2 separate regions of the Mus musculus genome follow, and region 2 is linked to region 1. A link is a contact called in public HiChIP or PLAC-seq data. All regions are on one chromosome and are shown on one strand. Each heading gives the region's core, a stretch centred on a gene start, on an enhancer-like site or on the middle of the called end of the contact. The rest is flanking DNA. Distances are from core to core; before and after follow the strand shown.

What was found. HiChIP or PLAC-seq counts read pairs in DNA pulled down with a chosen protein or histone mark.
Region 2: a FOXA1 HiChIP or PLAC-seq map of pancreatic cancer cells shows a contact between it and region 1. The contact joins two enhancer-like sites. A contact is called at or near these places in 6 of 484 Hi-C or Micro-C datasets (the MNK3 cell line, adipose-derived mesenchymal stem cells, embryonic fibroblasts and 2 more), 2 of 115 datasets of contacts at active chromatin or transcription factors (SST interneurons and pancreatic cancer cells) and 1 of 9 other capture datasets (embryonic stem cells).

The regions. Positions count from the first base shown.
Region 1 is chr15:58,478,717-58,483,365 of GRCm38.p6, forward strand. No RefSeq gene overlaps it. Among named protein-coding and RNA genes, the nearest start is that of Fer1l6, 29 kb to the right of the region's middle. Within about 2 kb of position 2,110, at least 58 of the 459 cell types and tissues checked have an H3K27ac peak or open chromatin away from gene starts, as enhancers often do. A contact at or near this core is called in pancreatic cancer cells, where this site is marked.
Region 2 is chr15:58,745,011-58,749,659 of GRCm38.p6, forward strand. No RefSeq gene overlaps it. Among named protein-coding and RNA genes, the nearest start is that of Gm41329, 13 kb to the right of the region's middle. Within about 2 kb of position 2,076, at least 60 of the 459 cell types and tissues checked have an H3K27ac peak or open chromatin away from gene starts, as enhancers often do. A contact at or near this core is called in pancreatic cancer cells, where this site is marked.

The DNA of each region.
Region 1 (4,649 bases), core at 860-3,359:
TGATCATCCAGTGTACAGAAGAAAACAAAACCACGAAACCAGCCCGCACTTGTTGTTGTTTTTGTCTCCTGAAACCTGTGACCTAGTCAGTGAAGGACGGACATTTCTGACGAGCTTAAGAATCCTGACCTGCTCTCTCCACTTCGAGGGACTTACAGAACAGCCATGTATCAACTGACAGGCGTGAGGTTCAGTGAAATCTTCAATAGTCTGTCTAGAGCGAGGAGCATTTTGAGATGGCCTCAAACGAAACCAAAACAAAGGAAACCAAAGCAAACGGAACCAAACCCACCCCACCCACCCCAACCTTTCTGTTTAAGGAAAGGATCAACCTGTACCTGATGGAATACTTTGCTCCTTGGCCTTGAATAAGGAAGGGTGTGCTTGTGCTAAGGGAAGAGCACCTCCTGCAGAAATGGTGTGCCAACTGTTACTGATACTTCCAGACGGGAGCCTGGAAAAAAGATGGTTCTTGGGACCTTTCCCGGCTGTGTGTGGCTCAGGTCTTCTTTATCCCTGGACCTTACCCGCTCTTTACCCACATAGCAAAGACCACCATCTGTCCTCCAGCCACGCTTCCTTGCTTATTTGCTGTGATCACAATGCCGTGATGGTTTTCTGACTGTTGCGCTATCACGATTCATGATATTATCTAGTAATGAACAGGGCAGGAGAGGTGAAAGGGCTTAGTGCTCTGGTGTTACAGAAGAGACCTCAGTGCTGACAGGTCTCTATTATAGACAGGAGGTGCTGAAGTTCAAATGCAGCTCTTGATCGATCTCCATGGGGTGTGTATGTGTGTGTGTGTGTGTGTAATTTTTTTGTTTTTGTTATATAATCCTACAGTCAAAGGAAGGAGCAGTTGCTTAGTTAGGGTGGGTGCACTAGAACCACCTTGGATGAGACATAAATGTTCTTCCCAGACCTCACCCTAGAGAAACTGAATTAGGGTTTTCAGGACTAGGTTCCCAGGGGAGTCTTTGAACATCCAGGGTTGAAAGCTGCAAACTGGGTTCTTGGTTAAGACTGTTCAAAGGTTTGAGTTCTCCTTATTCACACAGAAGGGAGAATGAAAACTTAACACAGTGACATTTTCTGCTCAGTGTGCTGTTTCCTTTCCTCTCTGGCTTAAACTGCTTTCACAATTGTATTTAAAATCAAGAATTACCTTCCGAATTTTAAAACCATTAACAGTCCTCTGCATGGTGTGTGTGAAGTATAGATAGACCAATGAACAAAAAGCCAAGATGACTATCTATCTATCTAATCTATCTAATCTATCTATCTATCTATCTATCTATCTATCTATCTATCTATCTATCTATCTATCATTTATCTACTATCTATCATCTATCTACTATCTATCTATCATCTATCTATCTGTCTATCATCTATCTACTATCTATCTATCTATCTATCTATCATCTATCTATCTTTTTTATCTATCTGTTGCTCTGTCATCTATCCATATTTATCCTTCAGCTAGAACCCAGGGTCTTATGTATAGTGAGCACTCTACCAGAGCCTAGCTAGAGTAGTTAGTTGTTTTTTGTTTTTTAGATAGCCACTTCTTGTAGTGCCAGAGACAGTTAGTTACATTTAAAAATAAGCATTCTGGTGGGTGAGTTACAGGGTGCACGCAGGTCATTTTGAGGCCATTCCTTGAAACTATGATTATTTTATGCTCCTCATTAATCCTCTATTGTTCTAAAATGAGCCTTCCTCATTCTTTGTGTTTGTCATCACCGGCCACAGGAGCATAAATGACACGATCTATGACTAAGAAGAAAAACAACTTAAAGCCATTATAATCAGAACCATATGGTGCTTAGTGGTGTTCAGCTGAGTGAGACTGAGTCACGAGCACCTCTGGCCTCGGCGTACCGTGTGTTTGCTTACTTGATCCCAGACAGAAGCACCCTGATGCTTTATGTGTTAAAGAGAAAGACTGCTTCTTTTTGACAATTGTATCATTGATTAAAATTAGAGGCAAAAGAAAAACTAAAACTCCAATGAAAAACTTGTATCATTACCTTTAAGAACCTGTTTGGAGAAGCCTTGTGAATCTTGAGTCACCCAGTGCCACTGTGGTTCTCCAGTGTCAGGTTACAGCATGCTGCTGCTAGCAATTTGGGATAGATTCCATTTTCTGGCTCTCATTAATAATGGCCTTCTCTTCACAGGAGCATTTGTCCCCTGGGAACTAGGGTCTAAACATGTTTGATATGTGTCTTTCTGTTCCTGGCTTAACACAGTCTAGAGTCCCTTTCACTTTATGGTAAAGAACATGTTTTCCTCCATCCAACAGCTGAATGGCACTGCATTGTATATATAGCCAAGTTTATTTTATCTCTGTATCTGTTGGTGGACACACGGGCTGATTTCATAACCTGACTTTTATGAGGGATTCTACAATAAGCATTTATCTGCAGGTATCTCTAATATATGCTAATTCGAGTCCTTTGGACTCTCATCAAGAATTTGTATAACATGATCCTGTTATACATATACATATACACATACACATACACACACATACACATATATACATAGACATATTATACATATGCATAGCCCAGGTTAGCCATGAGTTATGTTGCTCTTGACTCTAACTCCTGAGTAGTGGGATTAGAGACATGAGCAATCCTACCTAAATGTACTTCATTGTCTCCTTCCCGCCCTCTCTCCCTCCCTCCTTCCCTTCTTTTCTTCCTCCCTTCCTTCTTTACTTCTTTCATCCCTCCCCACCTTGTTCTGTATAAACTGGGAGTTTTGGCAACAGATGTATAAACTGATGGCATGACCACTCTAAAGTATGGTTGAACAGAAGGTTTTTGTTGTAGACATGAAGGGGAAAGCAGCCAGAGGGATCTGGAAGAGTCTAGAGCAGAGAGACAAAGTAGACTGACCATGGCCAGCAGAGTGACTTGGCTATGAGAGAAGAGAGGAGAGGCAGAGAGAGGTAAGGGCCATGAGAGGGAGAAAAAGAAAGAACACAGAGAGAGAGGGAGGAGGGAGGAGGAAGGAGGAGGGGGAGAGGGAGGAAGGAGAGGGAGGAGGGAGAAAGGAGAGGGAGGAGGGAGAGGGAGGAGGGGGGAGGGAGGAGGGAGGAGGGAAAGGGAGGAAGGAGGAGGGAAAGGGAGAGAGAAAGAGGATTTGGCCAGGAGACAAGAGAGAGCGGCAGAGGACACGAGGAGAGCTGAGAAGTGCCAGGATGCCAGCATGGGCTCTGAGGTGTGTAACAGGAATTTGTGATGCTGAGGGACACTAGAGGCCGGTGTGTGCTCTGGTATGCTAGTAGCCTCCGCAGACAGTCATTTGATCCTTCAGCATGCCAGTGATAAGGGAAACTTTATCACTGGCAGAGGGGATCCAGCTTCAAACGTTCCTGAGGAATGTCTAATTGCCAGAATTTGGGGAAATAGAGTTTTCTTTGGACCTGACATCTTCTTTCCTTCTCTTTGTTTCATAGGCGTCTTCCTGTTGCAGCTCTCTTGGGACTATTAGGCCAGGTGGATTGTAAGACAAAGTGGGCATTTTGCGGATGGGACAGCAGAAAATTGGGAACAGTCTGAACTCTGGTGATGTCATTGATCTTTCAACTCAATAAGCCTAAAGACACCTGATTCTAGTCTTACTTTATGAGATAATAATGTGTTCTTATTGTTTGAGCATTTTTTATTGCATCTTCAGCAGATGTAGCTAAAAATCACTCTAATATAAAGTATGTTAGTCTGGAAACTGAAGCTCACATGGTAAAGTCAATTTCCCCGTGTCATCAAACAAGGATTTGCAACTTGCCTGTGTCTCTAGTATACTCAGCCAACTGTGTGCATGCAGTGAGGCCTGGAGCTTTTCTGTCGCCAGTCTGAGTTTTGGTGTCCTTATCTGCCTGTCACTTGGATGAGCTAAGGATCCCAGAGAACCCAAAGAGACCCTGAGTTTCTTCTCTCTCACCCTCTTTGAGTTTTTGTCCGTAGGGATCTTTACCTCCTAATTGTAGGGAGTAATGAACAGCCCTCCCATCTTATGAAAGTTCAGCGCATTAGATGGATTGTTGTTGTTGTTGAATGATTTTACGTGAGTATGCACAAAGAAATCTCAGTCACCACACAGAACACCTATAGACCAAAGAAAGTATTCTACCCAAGTCTAGCTTGGTGAACCAATGAGTGTACTAAGGTTACTTACAGGGGCTTGGGGGAGGGGTTACTTACAGGAGTTCGTGGGAGGAGTTACTTACAGGGGCTTGTGGGAGGGGTTACTTACTAGAGAGGCATGTGGGAGAGGTTACTTACAGGGGCATGAGTGACTTATGGGCATCAAAGTCTTTGAAAAGTCCCACTGTAGCATGGCCAACCAGTCACAAAATGAGCTCCTACCCAAGTCAATATTCTATCTTTCCCTTTCAGGTCAGCTGGGACAGGGTTACATGTAGCCTCAGAGTGATGAGAGATTGCATCTTGTGAGGTTCTGAAACCTGCCTCCACCTTGACCAACCTTGTTACCAGAGATGGAGCTATCACTATTTCCCACTGTGGCCGTGACTGTGCACCAGGGCACTCTGCAGGGCACCACTATTCTGATGATGGTCATGGGAGGAAATAGCTCTACTCCAGCAATTTCACAAAAGGCAAATCTTCACCTTT
Region 2 (4,649 bases), core at 826-3,325, 270 kb after region 1:
TATGATACATAAGTGGTTCAGAAATGCTATGGTAAAGTTGAAATGTCTCCTCTTAAAGAATTTAAATTTAACTAAACGAACTTGAACCAAAAGCACCTCAGGAACCCTCCATATCAGTATTCCTGTTGTGCGGACCTGTGGAGGGCTGGAAAGCTAACTCGGTGGTTAAGAGCTCTTGCTGCCCTCCCATAGGAGATGAGTCCCATTGCAAGCACCCACATCTGGCAGCTGCCAACTGACAACTGCCTGTAACTCCAGATCCATGGGGATTAGGTGCTTCTGACCTCTGTAGGTACAAACCACGCATAGATACGCACATGTAGAAATGACCAAATAAAACAGCTCTTTCTGTGAAGACTATAGCTTCAATTCAGTGTTGTGAGCTACAGATTTTGACAGTCCCTAGTCCCCTTCCTCCTACTATGACCATGATAGGTCTCAGCAGTACCATTCAAGAGACATCCCAGGGCATGCCAGCCTGCACAGATTCCTGTCAAATCCTGCATTGGGGTGGCAAGCCCTCTCCCCACTTCGCTTCTCCAGGGTAGAATGAGAAGGTTCGACTCTTTCGGACTTGGACTGTCTTGTCCTCTTGGTCCAGATGAGTCATTTGAAGAAAGAGGAAGGAAAATCATGTGTCAGTCCCAGGATCAGTCACACACTGAGCAGTCCATCAAGTCATGGCTTAAACAGCTCAGGACCTTCCCTCACTGCACGTTGGATGGAGGGAGAGTTAGTGAGTTCCTACCCTGATAATCTCAGCATATGCAATACGGGGATCGAGGAAACTCCTCAACCACTGTGTGTCACCTGGAAGCCCTGGATGACCACTCTGGAGGGTTAACATCAGCACCAGGTGCTCTGGGTAGAGGTCATCATGGGGGAGACGTGGGGAGATCAGGATTGTTGCTCCATGAATATCGCCCAATTCGCAGGCGATGCCCCACCCAGCTTTGAACTCCCAGACACAACAGGCTGAACCCCAATAGAGTGTTTCAATGGTGGCAATGTCACTGTGGGAAGACACAGCTGAGGTTTTACTCTGGTCATTCATAGAATGAGACCCAAGATGGCTGAGTGAGGCAGCCCTGACTGGCATGGTGCTTGCTCAGTCTCCATTGCCCTCCTGAAGACTCACATCAGGAACCAGTCAGGCTAACAATGTTCAGTTACAAGACAAGGGACATTGAAGTGTGGTACGTGGAGGTTAGTTTAAGATGGGAAACTGGCAGAACAAGGCATCAAACCCAGGCCTACAGACTTTTCAGGAACCTTCTGATTGTTGTGACTTCTATGTCCTTTATGCCTCCGGAGTGGGGGGGGAGATCAAAATAGGATCCAGTTCCCTTTCCCTCTCCTTCCGCAAACTCAAGGAAAGTGGCCTCTGAGAAATATACAAGAGGAACAGTATGGCAAGAGCCAACCCTATTTCAGGTTACAATGCTGAATCCAGAACACTGAAGAGCCGGCTATCCATTCTCTTCCAACTGGGCTCAGGGTTTGTCTGTGAGAGAATAGAAAGAATCCCCTAGCAAAGCCAATAGAAAACCTGCCCCTGCTCCAGAGTAAAGCCACAGAAGGCTCTCTGTAGACAAAAGTGGTTTCTCAATGTCCCCCTTCCTCCTCTTCTTCCTTGACAACCTAGAGTCATGTTCCTCCTTACAATCTGTCCCAGCTGGGCCAGCTCTTCACTCCTGAAAGACAGCGGGACATTTCAGCATCGGACACATCTGAGCAGTGACCAGATGACACAGAAAACACAGGCAGCATCGTACAGACAGCATCACACCGGCTACCCTGTCAAAGGTGTTCCTAAGGTCACCAACCAGGGTCCTAGCTTCCCAGAACTTGACTCCTGTTCTGTCCTAGATAACCAGCTAGCATCTGTGCCTAGTTTTCTGCCTCTTGAGAAGCTGAGTTCACAATCTTGCCAACCTCACGGGATCTTTGTTTAAATTAAGGACAAGGCACCCTAGGGGGCATAAATGTGATAAAACAGGAGCTGTTTCTTTCCTTCTGCTCTTTTGTATGTTTGTTTTTCTGCTTGATCCATTGCTCTGGGCATGACTCATCGGGCTGGTGAGCTGAAACATCTGCCAGATTGTCAACAGAAATGTAACAGTTTAAAGGCGAGGCTGGCGAGGCTGGCACAGACGCTGATGCTTCTGACTCCACACGCAGCCCTCCAGCGAAGGTAGATACTTCAGTGAATGTCAGATCAATTGAGAAGAGACTGGGATCCGTGCACTGGGTTTAACAGGCTGCGGCCTCCCTCCTCCTCCTGGCTAGTTTGGAGACCTAAGCTGATTGGCAGAGGATGGCTTATGAAGATTTGCTCCCTACAGGGCTTTTGCCCCTCTATAGGTCTAACTCTGCAGTTGCCACCTCGCTTGCCTGCCTCTGTCAACTCCAGTGCAACTGTGTGGGTGTCTGCAAACAGGGTTGCACTCAATTTTGCTCTCCTCATCCTTAGAGCTAGAAGGTGCCCACAGCTGAGCTAGTACTCAATGGTGCAGTTGATCCAATTTAAACTTATCCCCAGCGAGACTCAGACTATGGCTATTTTATTTGGCTTTGACAGTAATAACCTTCAGTTACTGACTGTTTGCCTGTACTCCAGCCTCAGTCTCCCTGCATCTTACCTATGCGTGGCTTACAGTGCAGCCAGATGTCACCCTACGGATGGTCCCTTCTCTCATCTTCTATTCTCTCCTCCTCGTCCTCTTCCTCTTTTCCTCCTTGAAGGGACTCTAGCAGGCCCAAACATGGCAAACATGGCTCTGCAGGTCTTGCCCTTCTCCCCATTCCCTCTGCCTTACTAAGAACTCTTAGATGGCAGTCCTAAAGCTAGCCACCAAGGTCTAGTCCCTTATTTGGCCACTTCCTCCTCCTGAGGCTTAATACCAAGGTCCAGCTATCAAAGTATTGAAGTCCAGCAATCAGAAGCTCCCTCTGGCTCACCTAATAACAAACATCCCCGATCAAAATTAAACACCTCATCCCAACTCGGACTTTCTCGCTTCCCCTTTATAAACTGCATTTGCCTACCGGCCACTTCTCTCTCCTCTCTATTCAGAGGCTGTCCTTTGTCCCCCCAGGACAAATATCCCTGCCCTCTCTCCTTCTTCCTTGTCTTCTACCTCCGGTCCTTGTGTCTTATTCCCTGACCTTTGTCCCTGTGGGGCAAATAAATCTTTGTGCTTAGAACTTGGTCTTGAGGGTCCTGAGCTGATACTGATCCTTACACAATCTTCCTCTCCTTCCTCCTCCTCCTCCCCTTCCTCCTCCTCCCCTTCCTCCTCCCCCTCTTCCCTGAGACAGTCTCGTGTACCCTAGCCTCACATCCAACTTGCTTTGCAGCTGATGATGGTCTTGAACCTCTGATCCTCCTGTCTCCATCTCCCACGTCCCAGGATTACAGGCATGTGACACTATGCTCAACCTATGCCACGCTGGGAATCAAACCCAGCGCTTCATGCACGCTACACAAGCACTCTACCAATGGAGTCTCATCCTCCACTCCTCCTCCAGTATCATTTCTACAATGCCAGCATTCCAGGATACACAATCTCTGATGGTCAGTCGGGGAGGGGTGAGTTAGTTCTTTTTCCTCTGGCTTGGATTAAGAAGTAGGGTGGGAGAGCTGGGCGTGGTGGCACACGCCTTTAATCCTAGCACTCGGGAGGCAGAGGCAGGCGAATTTCTGAGTTCGAGGCCAGCCTGGTCTACAGAGTGAGTTCCAGGACAGCCAAGACTACACAGAGAAACCCTGTCTCCAAAAAAAAAATAAAATAAAAGGGAAGAAGAAGAAGAAGAAGAAGAAGAAGAAGAAGAAGAAGGAGAAGGAGAGGGAGGGGGAGGGGGAGGGGGAGGGGGAGGGGGAGGGGGAGGGGGAGGGGGAGGGGGAGGGGGAGGAGGAGGGGGAGGGGGAGGGGGAGGGGGAGGGGGAGGAGGAGGAGGAGGGTGGGTCATCAAGAAATCATATGAACCCATCTTACTTATAAACTGGCCTTTACATGAGTCCCCAAAGGTAAAGGCCAGTGCCTTTCCATGGTAGAGAAGGAGCTGCCTCTGCAAGCAGCCATCTTGGATCCTGGACATTTCAGCCATATTTGCTAAGTCCCTGGGGTAGGGACTAGCAGGGTAGGCATCTCACTCCTAGTCTGAGTTTTCTATGACTCATGGGCTCTCAGAAAGTGGGGGAAGGGGTCATTCTATTACCCTTCTTGTACATGCACACAGTCACCATGGGCACAGCTCAGCTGGCACCCTGAGCTACAGGATAGATGGGCCCCAGCTTCCTCTTTTCTGAGAAGATTTTGAATCACAATAAAACTCTGTGATTCAGATGTCACAGTGGATGGAAAGGTCACAGTCGTCTTATGCTACCTTAGGGGCATTTATGCTTGAACACCCATCTTAGTTGTCATGGCTTGCTAACAAATAATAGGCCATAGAACTGGGGGTTTTACTAAAAGAGGCGCATCAGTTCAGCCTCCCTGACATAGACTGGACTTCCAGGGTACACTGGCTTATCACGTAAGGCTGAAGCCCAAGGAGACATGGGCTTCAGGAAGCCATTTGATTGACCAAACTGGACTTGGGAGACCAGAATTTCCTTTTGGGTCTCAAATTAACATGCACATTAG